Linked DNA regions of Mus musculus: region 1 is linked to region 2. Evidence: chromatin contacts called from public HiChIP or PLAC-seq data. All regions are on one chromosome and are shown on one strand. Each heading gives the region's core, a stretch centred on a gene start, on an enhancer-like site or on the middle of the called end of the contact. The rest is flanking DNA. Distances are from core to core; before and after follow the strand shown. Region 1 holds the start of Scoc (short coiled-coil protein). Region 2 holds the start of Ucp1 (uncoupling protein 1 (mitochondrial, proton carrier)).

The links. HiChIP or PLAC-seq counts read pairs in DNA pulled down with a chosen protein or histone mark.
Region 1: a contact with region 2 is called in an H3K4me3 HiChIP or PLAC-seq map of embryonic stem cells, with 3 times the contacts expected there. The contact joins the promoter of Scoc here to the promoter of Ucp1 in region 2. A contact is called at or near these places in 11 of 39 promoter capture datasets (the C10 cell line, the HPC-7 cell line, HPC-7-derived erythroid cells and 8 more), 2 of 15 datasets of contacts at CTCF or cohesin (large pre-B cells and pro-B cells), 6 of 484 Hi-C or Micro-C datasets (CD4 T cells, the G1E-ER4 cell line, LSK cells and 2 more), 2 of 115 datasets of contacts at active chromatin or transcription factors (embryonic stem cells and large pre-B cells) and 2 of 9 other capture datasets (macrophages and pancreatic islet).

What each region holds. Positions count from the first base shown.
Region 1 is chr8:83,437,630-83,444,899 of GRCm38.p6, forward strand. It overlaps Scoc (short coiled-coil protein), which reads right to left and starts at 5,033. Exons shown (of 4, transcript NM_019708.4): 1 at 4,793-5,033; 2 at 356-427; 3 at 1-7. The coding sequence starts at 377.
Region 2 is chr8:83,284,664-83,291,886 of GRCm38.p6, forward strand. It overlaps Ucp1 (uncoupling protein 1 (mitochondrial, proton carrier)), which reads left to right and starts at 5,685. Exons shown (of 6, transcript NM_009463.3): 1 at 5,685-6,045; 2 at 6,739-6,937. The coding sequence starts at 5,920.

The DNA.
Region 1 (7,270 bases), core at 3,783-6,282, 150 kb after region 2:
TCAACTGCTGTAATAAAAAGTGTTAAATTTACCATTAATAAACATTGTGTGAGGTGTGGCATGTAACACTTAAAATTCTGCAGAACATTGTATAACCATTATCTTAACTGTCTTAACACAGTCCTTAATTGACTGACACAGACCCTCTACTTCACAGCATTAAGCAGAAAATAAGAAATGAACTTGCCACACAGTTACAGAATGGAAGCCACCTTGGATGCTTCCTAAAGTGAAGGGAAGAAGTTAGCCAAGACCTAAGCTCTAAAGACTGATTCTCAGCTCTTTCCATGGCTTCATGAAGCATAACTATCCAGCAAGCCACAGCATCCACAAAGCCAGAGGATGAAGACCTCACCGTCCATGTCAGCATTCATCATCTTGGGTAGCAGACTTTCAGCCCTCGAACGCCAACTCTTTAAAGAATGGTCTGTAAGAAGAAAAAGAACCATAACAGTAAAATGCACGCTTGTTTTGCAGAAGACAACATCTTCTGAATGCCCACTCTCCATGCTTTACTGCTCGGAAGTATTAAGTGTGTATGCATACATCAGCAAAGGACAACTAGTTCCAGAGAGAAGCATAAGGACAGATGCTGCTGAGCTGCTCAGTAATCAAGACTCTGACGTTAAATGCTGCACTTATATCATGTGGCATGTGCTAGCAAAGGGAGATGGAAATGCAAATACTCAAAACAGGAAACATCTTAACTGCAATCTTGGGAAATTAGGATAATACTTTTAAAGAAGTATTCAGAAACATTGTAAATCTTTTAAGGACAATTACAAAGAGAAGCAAAGGTACACACATAAAAGTCTTCCTGAGAAAGAATGCCCAGGGTACAAATATGAAAGTGGACTCTCAGGCAGCTCTCTCTGAAAGCTATTGAGCATCCTTACATAGCACTACTGAACAACTGTAAAGTTAAACACACTACCCAGTGCACAGGAGCCTGCTCTCTCACACTTTCTACCTCAGTTTACAGTCTCTGTCCTTCAGAGAAAGTAAATTACCAGGGTTTTGTTTATTTGTTTGTTTTAATTCTATTTTTAAAGTTATTCAACCTATTAATAGTATTTGAAAATCACGAAGAATTCTTCTAGTCAATCAAATGTATGAAACACTGCATGGTCATTTTTTGAAAGTAGTATTCCTTTCCATTTAAACAACATTCAATTTTTAAACTGACGTAAAGTTGCTTTGCATGTACATTTATGTCATGTACATGTTTATGTGTCTGTGCATGTCTGTGCATATGTAGAGGCCAGAAGGCAACTTTGGCTGTTTCCCTCAATCCTTCTTCCACTGTTTTGTTTTATTTTTAAGACCTTGAACCTGGAATTCACTGGTTCAATTAGTGTTTGTGAGCAAGCTGCAGAGGTCTTACCTCCATCTCCCAAATACATGCACACTGCCAAGCCTGGAATTTGTTGGTTCACTGAATGCAGCACACGTGTACACACACAAACACACACAACCTTACACAATTATTTTGTAACTTACCAGCTGCCCTGGCTCTGAAAGGAACATTATTCTCTGAGATCTTTAAAAGACTTTTCTTTGAAAAATCACAGGAATCTCAATGCCTGTGTGTATCCAGCTTGTTAGTGAGAACCTTTTATAATTTAAATCCAGAATGCAGAAAGGGGAGAAGAGACAGTAAGACTTCAGGGATATAGCAAGTGCCAGCCCAGGATTAATTTAAATTATCCTTGCATGTTCACACTGTATCTTCTAAGACTTCTTCTCGAGACAATGTTTACTTTAGCACAGTGATTAAAAATCCTCACTCTTTATTTAGGCTCTGAAATTTGGTCAAGTTAAAAAATCTCAGCCTCAAAAGACACTGTCAATAAGTCAAAAAGGTCACCAGTTGGAACATCTTCTGGATATATGCCCAGGAGAGATATTGCTGGATCTTCCAGTAGTACTATGTCCAATTTTCTGAGGAACCACCAAACTGATTGGGAAAGGATCTTTACCAATCCTAAATCCGATAGGGGACTAATATCCAATATATACAAAGATCTCAAGAAGCTGGACTCTTGAAAAATCAAATAGCCCTATTAAAAATGGGGTACAGAGCTAAACAAAGAATTCTCAATTGAGGAATGCCGAATGGCTGAGAAGCACCTGAAAAAAATGTTCAACATCCTTAATCATCAGGGAAATGCAAATCAAAACAACCCTGATATTCCACTTCACTCCAGTCAGAATGGATAGGATCAAAAATTCAGGTGATAGCAGATGCTGGCAAGGATGTGAAGAAAGAGGAACACTCCTCCATTTCTGGTGGGATTGCAAGCTGGTACAACCACTCTGGAAATCAGTTTGGTGGTTCCTCAGAAAATTGGACATAGTACTACTGGAAGATCCAGCAATATCTCTCCTGGGCATATATCCAAAAGATGTTCCAACTGGTAATAAGGACACATGCTCCACTATGATCATAGCAGCCTTATTTATAATAGCCAGAAGCTGGAAAGAACCCAGATGTCCCTCAACAGAAGAATGGATACAGAAAATGTGGTACATTTACACAACGGAGTACTACTCAGTTATTAAAAACAATGAATTTATGAAATTCTTAGGTAAATGGATGGATCTGGAGGATATCATCCTGAGTGAGGTAATCTAATCTCACACACTGATAAATGGATATTAGCCCAGAAACTTAGAATACCCAAGATACAATTTGCAAAACACATGAAACTCACAAAGAAGGAAGACCATAGTGTGGGTACTTCATTCCTTTTTAGAATGGGGAACCAAATACCCAAGGAAGGAGTTACAGAGACAAAGTTCAGAGCAGAACCTGAAGGAACGACCATCCAGAGACTGCCCCATCCCATGTTTATGGGATCCATCCTATAAACAATCACCAAACCCAGACACTAGGCAGTTGCCAACAAGAACCTGCTGACAGAAGCCTGATATGGCTGTCTCCTGTGAGGCTCTGCCAGTGCCTGGCAAATACAGAAGTGGATGCTCATAGTCATGCTTTGGACTGAGCACAAGGTTCCCAATGAAGGAGCCAGAGAAATACCCAGAGAACTGAAGGAGACTGAAGCCCCATAGGAGGAACATCAATATGAACTAACCAGTAACCCCAAAGTTCCTTGGAACTAAACCACCAAAGAAAACACATGGGTAGAACTTGTGGCTCTAGCTATATACGTAGCAAAGGATGGCCTAGTCGGCCATCAATGGGAGGAGAGGCCCTTGGTCCTGTGAAGTTTCTATGACCCAGTATAGGGGAATGCCAGGACCAGGAATGGGAGTAGGTGGGTTAGGGAGCGATGGGGGAGGAGATCTTCGGAGGGAAAACTAGGAAAGGGGATAACATTTGAAATATAAAAAAAGAAAATATATAATTAAAAAAATCTCAGCCTCAGCATCCTCATCCATAAAATGGGCCTAATAACTGCATCTTATGGGTTTGTTCTGGGAATTTAATACATCCAGCTATGTGTTTGTGTACTTAGTAAGTATTCAACAGATGTTAACAGACCTTCTCATCTCTACTCTCTTGTTTTGACCACAGAAGAAACTTTAGAAAAATCATGTGGCCAAAGGCCTCATATTAGAACTCCTGGCCTAATCTGAGAGTGGCTTAATTCACATCACAGTAGTCCATCCAGAATCAAGGATATAGTCAATGTCCACTCTGCTTTTCCCATCATTCCACCTCGGCTGGCCTTAACATCTCAGATATGAGTTTGACATTTCCCTAATATCCTTTCAAACTCAACCACCAGACTTCTCTTGAACCTGCAATTAATGTTTTCCATCCATCATCCACTCACCAGCAATAGTTTTTTAAATTTAAAAGTCCAATGCACTACAGGAATGCACTGAACACTTTACATATATAGTTTTATCACAACAGAAAGAAAATGCAATTCACAGATGTGGATACTAAGCCTTATAAAGGCTAGAGGCCTTGCCTCATGTTTCATAGCCAAGATATTATTAAGGTCCTAAACTGAGTTTGAAAAACTCAACTCCTTTGGCGTTTCCACAAACAAAACAAATATAAAATTTCATCTGCATCCACTCCAGTGTGATGTTTCTAATCTGTTCATGTTCTGCTTTGACATTTTAGGGCTTTCAAAATCGATGGAAATCGAGGAACTACATCGTCAATAAGGATCAAACTTAAGTTAGATCCCCGGGGAGCTAGCTGCATCCAGTTTAATCATTGGAGCATACAGACACTAGGATTCCTACGCACAGCTTTGAGTCGCAGAAACGGATAACGGTTTGGGGACCTCTGTCCTTCTGGCTATTGCGACGTCTGTCTCTGGTGGTGTAACAGAAACCTTGGCTTTTCGGGAAACTATGATTTCTCCTTCCCAAACCTTACTCCTCAATATTTGTTCCGCAGGACGCCTGAGAAAAGCTGACAAAGAAACAAACCCAGGTTCTAGCAAAGACGTCCCACCCCAGACATGCACGGGCCACCACGCCTGCAAAGCAATCCTAGCACTCGAGAGGCTGAAGCAGAAGAATTGCGGCGAACTGGAAGGTAGCTCGGGCAGCAGAGCGTCTTCTCCTACTACCCGGTCCCATCGCACCCCCACGGCGTCCCGGTCCCGCACCGCCGGGCTCTTCCCACTGAGCCCGCGGCGTGGGGCCGGGAAGGTGGCTGCGCAGCGCTCGGCGGGATGTCGGGCCTCGCGGCGCCGCAATCCAGCACCCAGGCCGCCGCCCGGGTTCCCGTTCCATCCCGCCCCGCCCCACAGGGCCTCGGCGGTCTCCCAGGCCCAGCCCTCGCCGCCCCGAGCCGCCTCACCTTGCGTCTGAAGCGCCGGGAAGAGGCGGGATGGGTAGGAAGCCTCAGGCCGCGCGGCTCTCCGACCAACTGACAGCGTCAGCCCCGCCCTTCCCGCCCACGGAGCGTGCGCCGAGCGAGGAGGCGTCCTCCCACCAATCCTAACTGGAAATTGCACGCCTGCGCACTGGCTGCTGGACGCCTCGACAGGCCTGTGGCAGAGCACCGGGGTCCACCTTTGCCCTAACAAAAGGGCATTGACGACCAATCAGGATTTTTGGGCGTGTCCTAAAAAAGCAGCGACCAATCACGGCGCAGAAGAGAAGATGCGCCTAAGAAAGCGGTCCTCGCTGAGCATCTTTTGTCTCGCCAGGAACCTGGAAAGTGGGGTGGAAAGTCACTCTAGGTTAAAAAAAGAGAGACGGGGAGAGAGGGAGGGAAACAGAGACAGAATTTCTGGAAATTGCCGTGACCAGACTCTAGGAGAGAGATATTTCGTTCACATTCAAGAACAGAGTGAGCAGAACAGTGCAGCGCCCTCCCCCCTCGATTCTAAAAGCACGGTTTCCTTTTTCCCCACTTCTAAAATTAGATAACGCACAAAGCATATACCATTAATGGATGTTTCTCTTCGTACCCCATATTCAGGACAATTTTTAAACTTCCGTTCACCCGACCACGTCATGATTCCTTAGATCAGCAGTCTCCTGATCTCAGTCTCAGAAAACCCAAGGCTTAATTAAAATTGTGTTTCTTATTCAAGTGTACATGTACAATGCCAGACTTTGGGTTGCTAGGTGATTTTCGTGACACTTCATTATAACCTAACCTTTGAAACAAGTATCTTGCTGTTAGCGGTCAGTGACCACAGTATATTCTTACCTGCAAAGCATTCTTGCTTTGACTTTATCAAAACCTCTGAGCTGTAGAGGCCAGCTTACAAATACTTTCTTCTTGGCTTTTCTTTCTTATATAAGGTTCTATTTTTAATTGCATGAATATGTAGCGGTGTGTATGTACTTGCTTGTGCCTGTGCAAGGTGCCTGCAGATGCCAGAAGAGGGAATCAGACCCCTGGGATTGGGGTTACAGGTGGCTGTGAACCATTTGGTGAGGATGATGAGAACTCAACTCAGCTTCCCGTGAAAGAGCAATAAGTACTGTTAACTTCTGAGCCATTTCTACAACTCCCGGGTATCTTAAACCAATCAAGCAGGATTTGCTAACACGTGACCGTAATCCTTTATAAATAAAGTACCTACCATTTAGTGTTTGAGACGAAAGTATTAGGCTTGGACTACAATTCAGGATTTGAAGGAAGGAGAATATGGGAAGAGAGGGAAACCCCAGGTAACGCTAAGAGGAGTGCCAACAAAATAGAATGAATATGGGCAACATTCAAAGAAGGATGGGATTTTCCAAGATAGTGAAGAACACACTTTCTTTTCAAATGCACATGGGCCAGTCATAGAAATGGGCCTGAAAATTTGTTTTTGGTTTTAATTTTTTATTGTATGTATATTTTACTTGCATTTATTTCTCTGAAACACTTGGGTACCTGGTGCCTGAGGACGCCAGAAAAGAGTGTTGGATCTCCTGGAACTGGAGTTACAGACATTGTGAGCTGCCATGTATGTAGGCGCTGGAAATTGAACCTGGATCCTCTGGAAAAGCTGCCAGTGCTCTTAACTGCTGAACTATCTCTCCAACCCCTTCTTTTTTTTTTAATTATATGTATGTGTATATGTATGTATATGTGTGTGTGCATGTGTGCCAGTGTGCACATGAGTGATGAGCCCTCTGAACCCAAACAGGGTGTTATCTGATTCTCTGGAGCTGGAGTTACAAACTTTTGTGAGCCATGCAGCATTGGTGCTATGACCCAAACTTGTGTTCTCTACATAGGAACAGTTCTTGATCACCTCTCCAGCCCCCCAACTGATCTGTTGCCTGAAAAGAAACATCAATAAATTTAGAATAGCTTACACAGTTGGAATCATACAAATTATTTTCTCTGCCTACCTAGAAATTAAGTTTGAAATCAAGAAGAGATATTTTGAAATTCCTGAATAACTGGAAATTAAAATACATACTTCAAGCAAACTGTGAGTCATGGGGTCAGTCGTGGAAAAATATTTTAATTAGGTTTAAATATGAACATATCAAAAATATTTTAATTAATGTGAACATACCAACATATTTAATTAAGTTTAAATGTAAACATCAAAATGTGTGGATGCAGCTGAAGGAATGCTTAGGAACTTTTTTTTTTTACTATTACAGGCTTATTTGGGAAATCAAGGAAGCTTTCAAATAATAAATCTAAGTGTTCCCTTTAAGAAATTAGGAAAAGGCCAGGTGTGGTGGCGCACGCCTTTAATCTCAGCACTTGGGAGGCAGAGGCAGGCGGATTTCTAAGTTTGAGGCCAGCCTGGTCTACAGAGTGAGTTCTGTATATGTGTGTGTTCTGATGCTAAATTGAAGTCCCATCAAGCCAAGC
Region 2 (7,223 bases), core at 4,435-6,934:
GGAGATGGACAACCTAGGAGAGCCAGTACTCATGAAGGTCAGACACTCCCAGTGGAAAGAGTCTTGACCTAGCAAGAGCTCTACCAGATCTCTACCTAGACGTCTAGGAGAAAACACGGGCAGAGTTGAGGGGCCAGTGAGCCTAAATTCTCCATAACTGAGTTGTCCCAGACTTTGGTTCTTCAATGGCCCACTATTGGAACCTCCTTTGGCCACTGGTCATTCTTCTCTGGTCAATAGTTTCTTCTACCTCTTAGCACTTGTTTTCCATCCACAACTCTAGTGAAATAAGTTGTTGCACACCACCCTTATTACCTATAGATTACCTAGAGCAAAAACAATAGCTTCCATTTGCTGTGAGGCTGCTGTATGTTACGAGCTTCACGTATGATATAGTCTTTCTAATTCTTCATGACGGGTGTTTATTGTTACCACTGGTAAAAGAAGAGAGTAAAAGACTTGCCCAATTCTACCAGGCAAGTGAATACTGTTGGGGTGGGGGGTTGAAGGGATAGCATCCATTGTGTTGTATAAGCACAGTAGATGTGAAGCACCCACTCACACTGCATCAGCAATCAGGAAGCAGAGAAAGACAAATGCTGGACCTCAGCTTGCTTTCTCTTTCTGTCTCTGACGTTGCAGGGAAAGTATGTGTTGGTTGTAGGACCCTCCACTGCAGACTCCTGACACAGCTAATGTGGTCCTGATCTATCAGGGAGCCGTGCTCACAGGAGACTAGCTACTGGCAAGTCCCTGAGCCTCCATACTCAGTCACATATGTGGAGTCATAGACTCTGTATCACTAACTGGCCACATAAGCTCCTAGAGAATTTTGTTCATAGAGGCGGGTCTCCGGTTCATCCCAGACTGCCAAATAGGGCTGGAAATGGGCCAACAAACACAGATGTCCCAAAGAACGTTCCCAGTGTCACCTTAATTTCTCTTTGCTCCTTCCCCCACTGCCTGTCACGTTCACACTCAGAGTGCAACCCCTCACCTTTTACCAAGTCCTTTCCACCGTGCAGGACGCACCATTCGGCAGCTTCCAGTTGTCTGGGAACTTCCAGTTGAAGGGATGATGGAAGGAGAGAGACCTGGAACAGATCTGCGACCTCTAACCTGCCAAGCATGGCCTCATCTGAACAGGAACCACTGAGCACAAGGAGGCTGAAGACCGACTCTTAGCTGGAGTGTCCCCAGCTCACCTCCAAGTTGTTCCTGGTTGCTCTCAATAACGCTTTCTGAGAGCTGGGTTGGCTTCTCCTACCTAAGATCTAAATCCAAAGGTGGGCAGAACCATGCCTGGAGGATTCCAGAGTGAGAGAGATGTTAAGTGATGTTAAGTGATGTTAAGCTGAAACCTTAAGTTCAATGTTGACGTGCCCTACAGCCTACTAAGTAGTCATTAAATTTATTAGTTAAAAATGTAATTGCAGTTGGGTAGTGGTGGTGCACACCTTTAATCCCAGCTCTGAAGAGGCAGAGGCTGGGAGATCTCTTGAATTTGAAACCAGCCTGGTCTACAGAACAAGCTCCAGGACAGCCAGGGCTACAGAAAAACAAAACAAAAGAAAATAACCATTTGTTCACTCCTTTCCAGGTACATCCAGTCTTAACTGTGCTAAAATCATTGCTAGTGTTCTTTATCTGAATCCTCCTAATGTGGCTGCAGCTATGGTTATTGTCCCATTCATTTCACTGACAAGAACAGAGAAGCTTAAAAAGCCTGAAGAGATTGCCCAAGTTCTCACAGACAGACAGGGCTCAAATGTATATGCGGAGAGTTCTGACAATCAAGTCACACTCTGAATTCATATTACAGCATGTTGTCTGAAATGTGATACCAACAGCAATAGAAGAGGCATGGCCCCAAGCAGCTCTGTTCCTTCTCAGGCCACTGCCCAACACACCACGGTCATGCTTAATGGTGATCAACCCACCTATAGTGACATTCTCTGCCCTGATCCTTTCCCTCAATTCCATGTGAACGAATCTACCCTCACCCACTGGATCTGGGGACAGAAATATCTTCTTCTAGATGTTGTTTGTTTGTTTGTTTGTTTGTCTGTTTGATTGATTTCCCCCTCCATTGGCCTCAAACCCTATGAGTTTCATTTTCCTAAATTGTTTATGTCATCTTTCTGTCTTTTTCATCAAGTGCTACTGAAGAAGTTTTTAGTCATATAGGTATGTATGCCTCGGTATGTATATACCACATGTGTGAGGGTGCCCCTGGAGGCTAGACGAGGGCATTGGATGCCCTGAGGCTGGTATTGTAGATGGTTTTGAGCTAACCAACTAGGAAGCAAACCCAGAGCCTCCTCTCCAGCAGTGAGTGCTCCTCACCAGAGCCTCTCCGTGCTCCTCACCAGAGCCTCTCCATGAGCAGTGAGTGTTCCTCACCAGAGCCTCTCCACGAGCAGTGAGTGTTCCTCAACACTGCATCATCTTTCTGGCCCCACTTACTAAAGAGTTTTATAAGTGTCTTTTGTGGCCTTTGTAAATCTCTTAGAAATATAAAGAAATCAACAACAAAAATATACATTGGACATAACTTAGTGAAAGATATATTGGGAGTCCTAATAATTATTATACATCTTCAAATCATGGGAAAGTGCGATGTCACATAAACGTCTTCATCGTTCCGTGCACACTGCCAAATCATCTCAAAATCAGCATGCCAATTTATAGTGCCGTCACTAACAGTACTGATACTTTAACATGCTAAGTTTAAAGTGTGTGCTATATTAATTGTAAGATTGGTGAAGAGAGGTGTTATCAGATGGAAGCTGCACATTTCTGGATTAATGTGGTTAAATGTATCTTCTCCTGTGATTACTGTCTTTATTTCTTCTTTTAAAATATTGTCATTTGGACATCTATCTGTATAGCTACGCCCTGACACGTCCTCCTGGAGACAGATAAGAAGTTACGACGGGAGGAGCAGATGGAGGCAAAGCGCTGTGATGCTTTTGTGGTTTGAGTGCACACATTTGTTCAGTGATTCTGTGAAATGAGTGAGCAAATGGTGACCGGGTGCCCTGTAAATGGTGTTCTACATCTTAAGAGAAGAACACGGACACTAGGTAAGTGAAGCTTGCTGTCACTCCTCTACAGCGTCACAGAGGGTCAGTCACCCTTGACCACACTGAACTAGTCGTCACCTTTCCACTCTTCCTGCCAGAAGAGCAGAAATCAGACTCTCTGGGGATATCAGCCTCACCCCTACTGCTCTCTCCATTATGAGGCAAACTTTCTTTCACTTCCCAGAGGCTCTGGGGGCAGCAAGGTCAACCCTTTCCTCAGACTCTAGAACCACTCCCTGCCTTGAGTTGACATCACGGGGCCTCCTTGAGCGAGAATTTCATTCTGCCATATGCCACATTTTGGGCTCAGGAGTTCAGGAAAGCCTTTGCTGGGTAATAATTCTTTCTATTCACATCACAGAAATGACTTGATGTGTGGAGCTGAGTAGCCGAAGGGTTCAGGGTGGTCGGGACCTTGGTGAGAAACAACAGAAGCTCCTATCTGGTCCCTCTCAAGCATACCATCCTCAAGGGCATTTGATTTTTTTATGCCGTGGCCCAGGGCTCCGAGTGCCACTCCTCTTAGACCATAGCTGTGGTTCCCAGGGCTCCGAGTGCCACTCCTCTTAGACCATAGCTGTGGTTCCCAGGGCTCCGAGTGCCATTCCTCTAAGACCATAGCTTGGTTCCTCATGCTTTGTTCCTGTCTCCTTTCAATCCGGCTGTGCTCATTCCCACAGAAAGTTACCAGTTCCTTCACTACCCTACTAACCACCTCCGATACCTCTCAGCTTTGATTCTCTGATGCAAGTAGCATGACGCTTCCTATGGGATCATGATGCAAGCAGCATGATGTTTTAATGAAAACATCAATGCCATTTTCTCCTAATAATCCTAAAACGGAAAGTTGCCATCTTATAAAGAGTATTTACTTGCCAACTGCTTTGTGACAATCAAGTGGAAACATTGCCAAGACTGCGGCCATCTTCTCAAGTGTAGAGTCATTTTCTAATAATCTCTGACTCCATAGTAACCCTTTCTTAAGCTGTATTATCTGGTTAGATGTGTCATTCATGTGAGCACAGTTTACGATCTACCAAGCCCTGCACAACATATAAGATGAACTCACATGCAGAAAGGATGCTCACAGACTGCCGTTTATTATACTGTTGTTGCTGCTGCTGTTTGGGGGTTTATTCTAGCCTCGGCAGCCCTGGCTGTCCTAGAACTCACTCTGTAGACCAGGCTGGCCTCAAACTCACAAAGACCCCTTGCTGCTTTGGCCTCTGCCTCCCTGGTGCTGGGATTAAAGGTGTGTGTCACCACCACTAGGCTGCTTATTACACTTTTCATCCATAGGTCTTGCAGCTTCCTGCCCCTGCCCCTCTTTTCTCCCCGCCCCCCATTCAGTTTCCCAGCCCCCAGGCATTCTGCTCCCCTCCATATCATTGTCTTCACACACACCACTGACTGCTCATCACTGCTGTTCTGGCTCAAGTTCCAGGTGTGTATTTTATTGTGGAAGCTCCCAGGACTAGGTTCTTGCTTAGTGTGCACGCTTGCCCCTTTAAATGTGGTGTCCAGGGGTGTTGTCTCTTACATGCCCCAATCCAGGAGATGAGTCCCACCTCCTTCACTCTCCTGGGACCACGCTGAGTAGCAGAACCTGGCCAACCAGGGAGGATACAGAGAACAGGCATCGGCTCCAGCCTGCTCTCTTTCTCACCATTTCTTACGTAGTATTTTTTTTAAAGCTTTTCAAATACAAATCTTTGCTCAAAGATAGAAGTAAGAAACACCCCCCCCCCACACACACACACACCAACAAACCACCTTACAATGTCTGAACTGGCACTAGGGATAACAAGAGTTCAAATCTGGGACTATATTTGACACAATCACAAACCAAAGCTAGAGGACTTTCTCAGGGTCACGAAGCTGGTCAGATGGCTTGGTTGCATCTGCAGCCAACCAACCCTCTGTCCTTCCAGGGCTCCTGCTAAGAACTATTCAAAGGAGCAAGGGCTGGCTTATGAGCTTAGTTGATCTCGCCCAACTAAAAGTGACCACACGATGCACTCACTTTCTCGAAAAAGTTTAGGGCGTTATTAGTTTTTGCATGGATTCCCTCCCCTCCCACATCCTCATCCCCACCCCATCCAGTCACCCAAATCTGAAGGTGACATTTGAAAAGGAATGTAAAGAAAGGGACATTCAGAATTGAAAGGAGAAGAATCAGTAGCCAAGTAGATGCATGGGAAGGGGGCCCGGGACTGGGACGTTCATCCTACAGCTATTCTAGCTGTGGAACTTTTCAGCAAAATCTCGGAGGAGATCAGATCGCGCTTATTCAAGGGAACCAGCCCCTGCTCTGCGCCCTGGTCCAAGGCTGTTGAAGAGTGACAAAAGGCACCACGCTGCGGGGACGCGGGTGAAGCCCCTCTGTGTGTCCTCTGGGCATAATCAGGAACTGGTGCCAAATCAGAGGTGATGTGGCCAGGGCTTTGGGAGTGACGCGCGGCTGGGAGGCTTGCGCACCCAAGGCACGCCCCTGCCAAGTCCCACTAGCAGCTCTTTGGAGACCTGGGCCGGCTCAGCCACTTCCCCCAGTCCCTCCTCCGGCAAGGGGCTATATAGATCTCCCAGGTCAGGGCGCAGAAGTGCCGGGCAATCTGGGCTTAACGGGTCCTCCCTGCCCGAGCAAGAGGAAGGGACGCTCACCTTTGAGCTGCTCCACAGCGCCGCCTCTGCACTGGCACTACCTAGCCCAGGTGGCTCTGCAGGAGTCCGAAGTCGCGGGTTTCGTGCCCGCATCAGGCAACAGTGCCACTGTTGTCTTCAGGGCTGAGTCCTTTTGTTCTTGCACTCACGCCTCTCTGCCCTCCAAGCCAGGATGGTGAACCCGACAACTTCCGAAGTGCAACCCACCATGGGGGTCAAGATCTTCTCAGCCGGAGTTTCAGCTTGCCTGGCAGATATCATCACCTTCCCGCTGGACACTGCCAAAGTCCGCCTTCAGGTAGAGTTAGTGACATTGATGAGGCTTCTCCAAGCAGGACTGCTGTGGGCATCCCTGTGATGTGTGCTACGGTTTAACCACTCTTCCTCAGGGTGGCTCTGTCTTGGGAATGGGTGCTATTAGGAAGGAAATGGGGCCCTTGGATTGGCTGAAGAACCGCTGTTGATGGGTTAAAAATGGCCTCTGCCAAATCCTTCATAAGGCAATGGTGTCCTGAGCATGTGGGGTCTAAATAATAATAATAATTCAAATCCCTCAGAGTTTACAGGCCTGGCGCTTTTACCTTTCTTTGATTTGGGGCACGGGGTGGTGTACTATCCCATCCTGCTTTTAGGGGCTCTGGAGATTTCCTGGGTACCTTGTTTAGGTGTTTGGAGCCTGCATTGTAGCAAGCTCCACCTCTGAGATGGATAGATGATAGATAGATTAGATAGAAAGAAAGATAGATAGATAGATAGATAGATAGATAGATAGATAGATAGATAGATAGATAGATAGACAGAGACAGAGGGAGAGATGAGAATATGGGGTAGTATGCAAGAGAGGTGTTGAGAAGGGGAAATTATAAAAAAGATACTTACCTAGGGTATACACCAGTTTTTTTTTTTTTTTTTTAGTCCCCCTGTCAGGTGGGATCCCCCCTTCCTTAATGGACAGCCACTTCTCTCTGACCCACACTTTTCTGATTTCCAGATCCAAGGTGAAGGCCAGGCTTCCAGTACCATTAGGTATAAAGGTGTCCTAGGGACCATCACCACCCTGGCAAAAACAGAAGGATTGCCGAAACTGTACAGCGGTCTGCCTGCGGGCATTCAGAGGCAAATCAGCTTTGCCTCACTCAGGATTGGCCTCTACGACTCAGTCCAAGAGTACTTCTCTTCAGGGAGAGAAAGTAAGGAAATATGCATACCAGTTCTTCACCTGTTTATATCTGTGAAAACCAACTGGCCAGTGAGGAAAGTTTGTGTTTCTTCATGGACAATGTGGGTGGGCTATAAAGCAACGCTCAATGTAGACTTTCCCAAACAGCACGGTCCCAGAGAAGCTTAGAGAGCTTTGTGTAAAGTCAGAAAGAGACCACCACGCTCCCTGAGTCTGCGTGGGTGTCTAAGTAAAACACATCTTCACAGAGCAAAGGTCTGATGTTAAAGGTTAGCAAGAGCAGATAAACCTAGAGT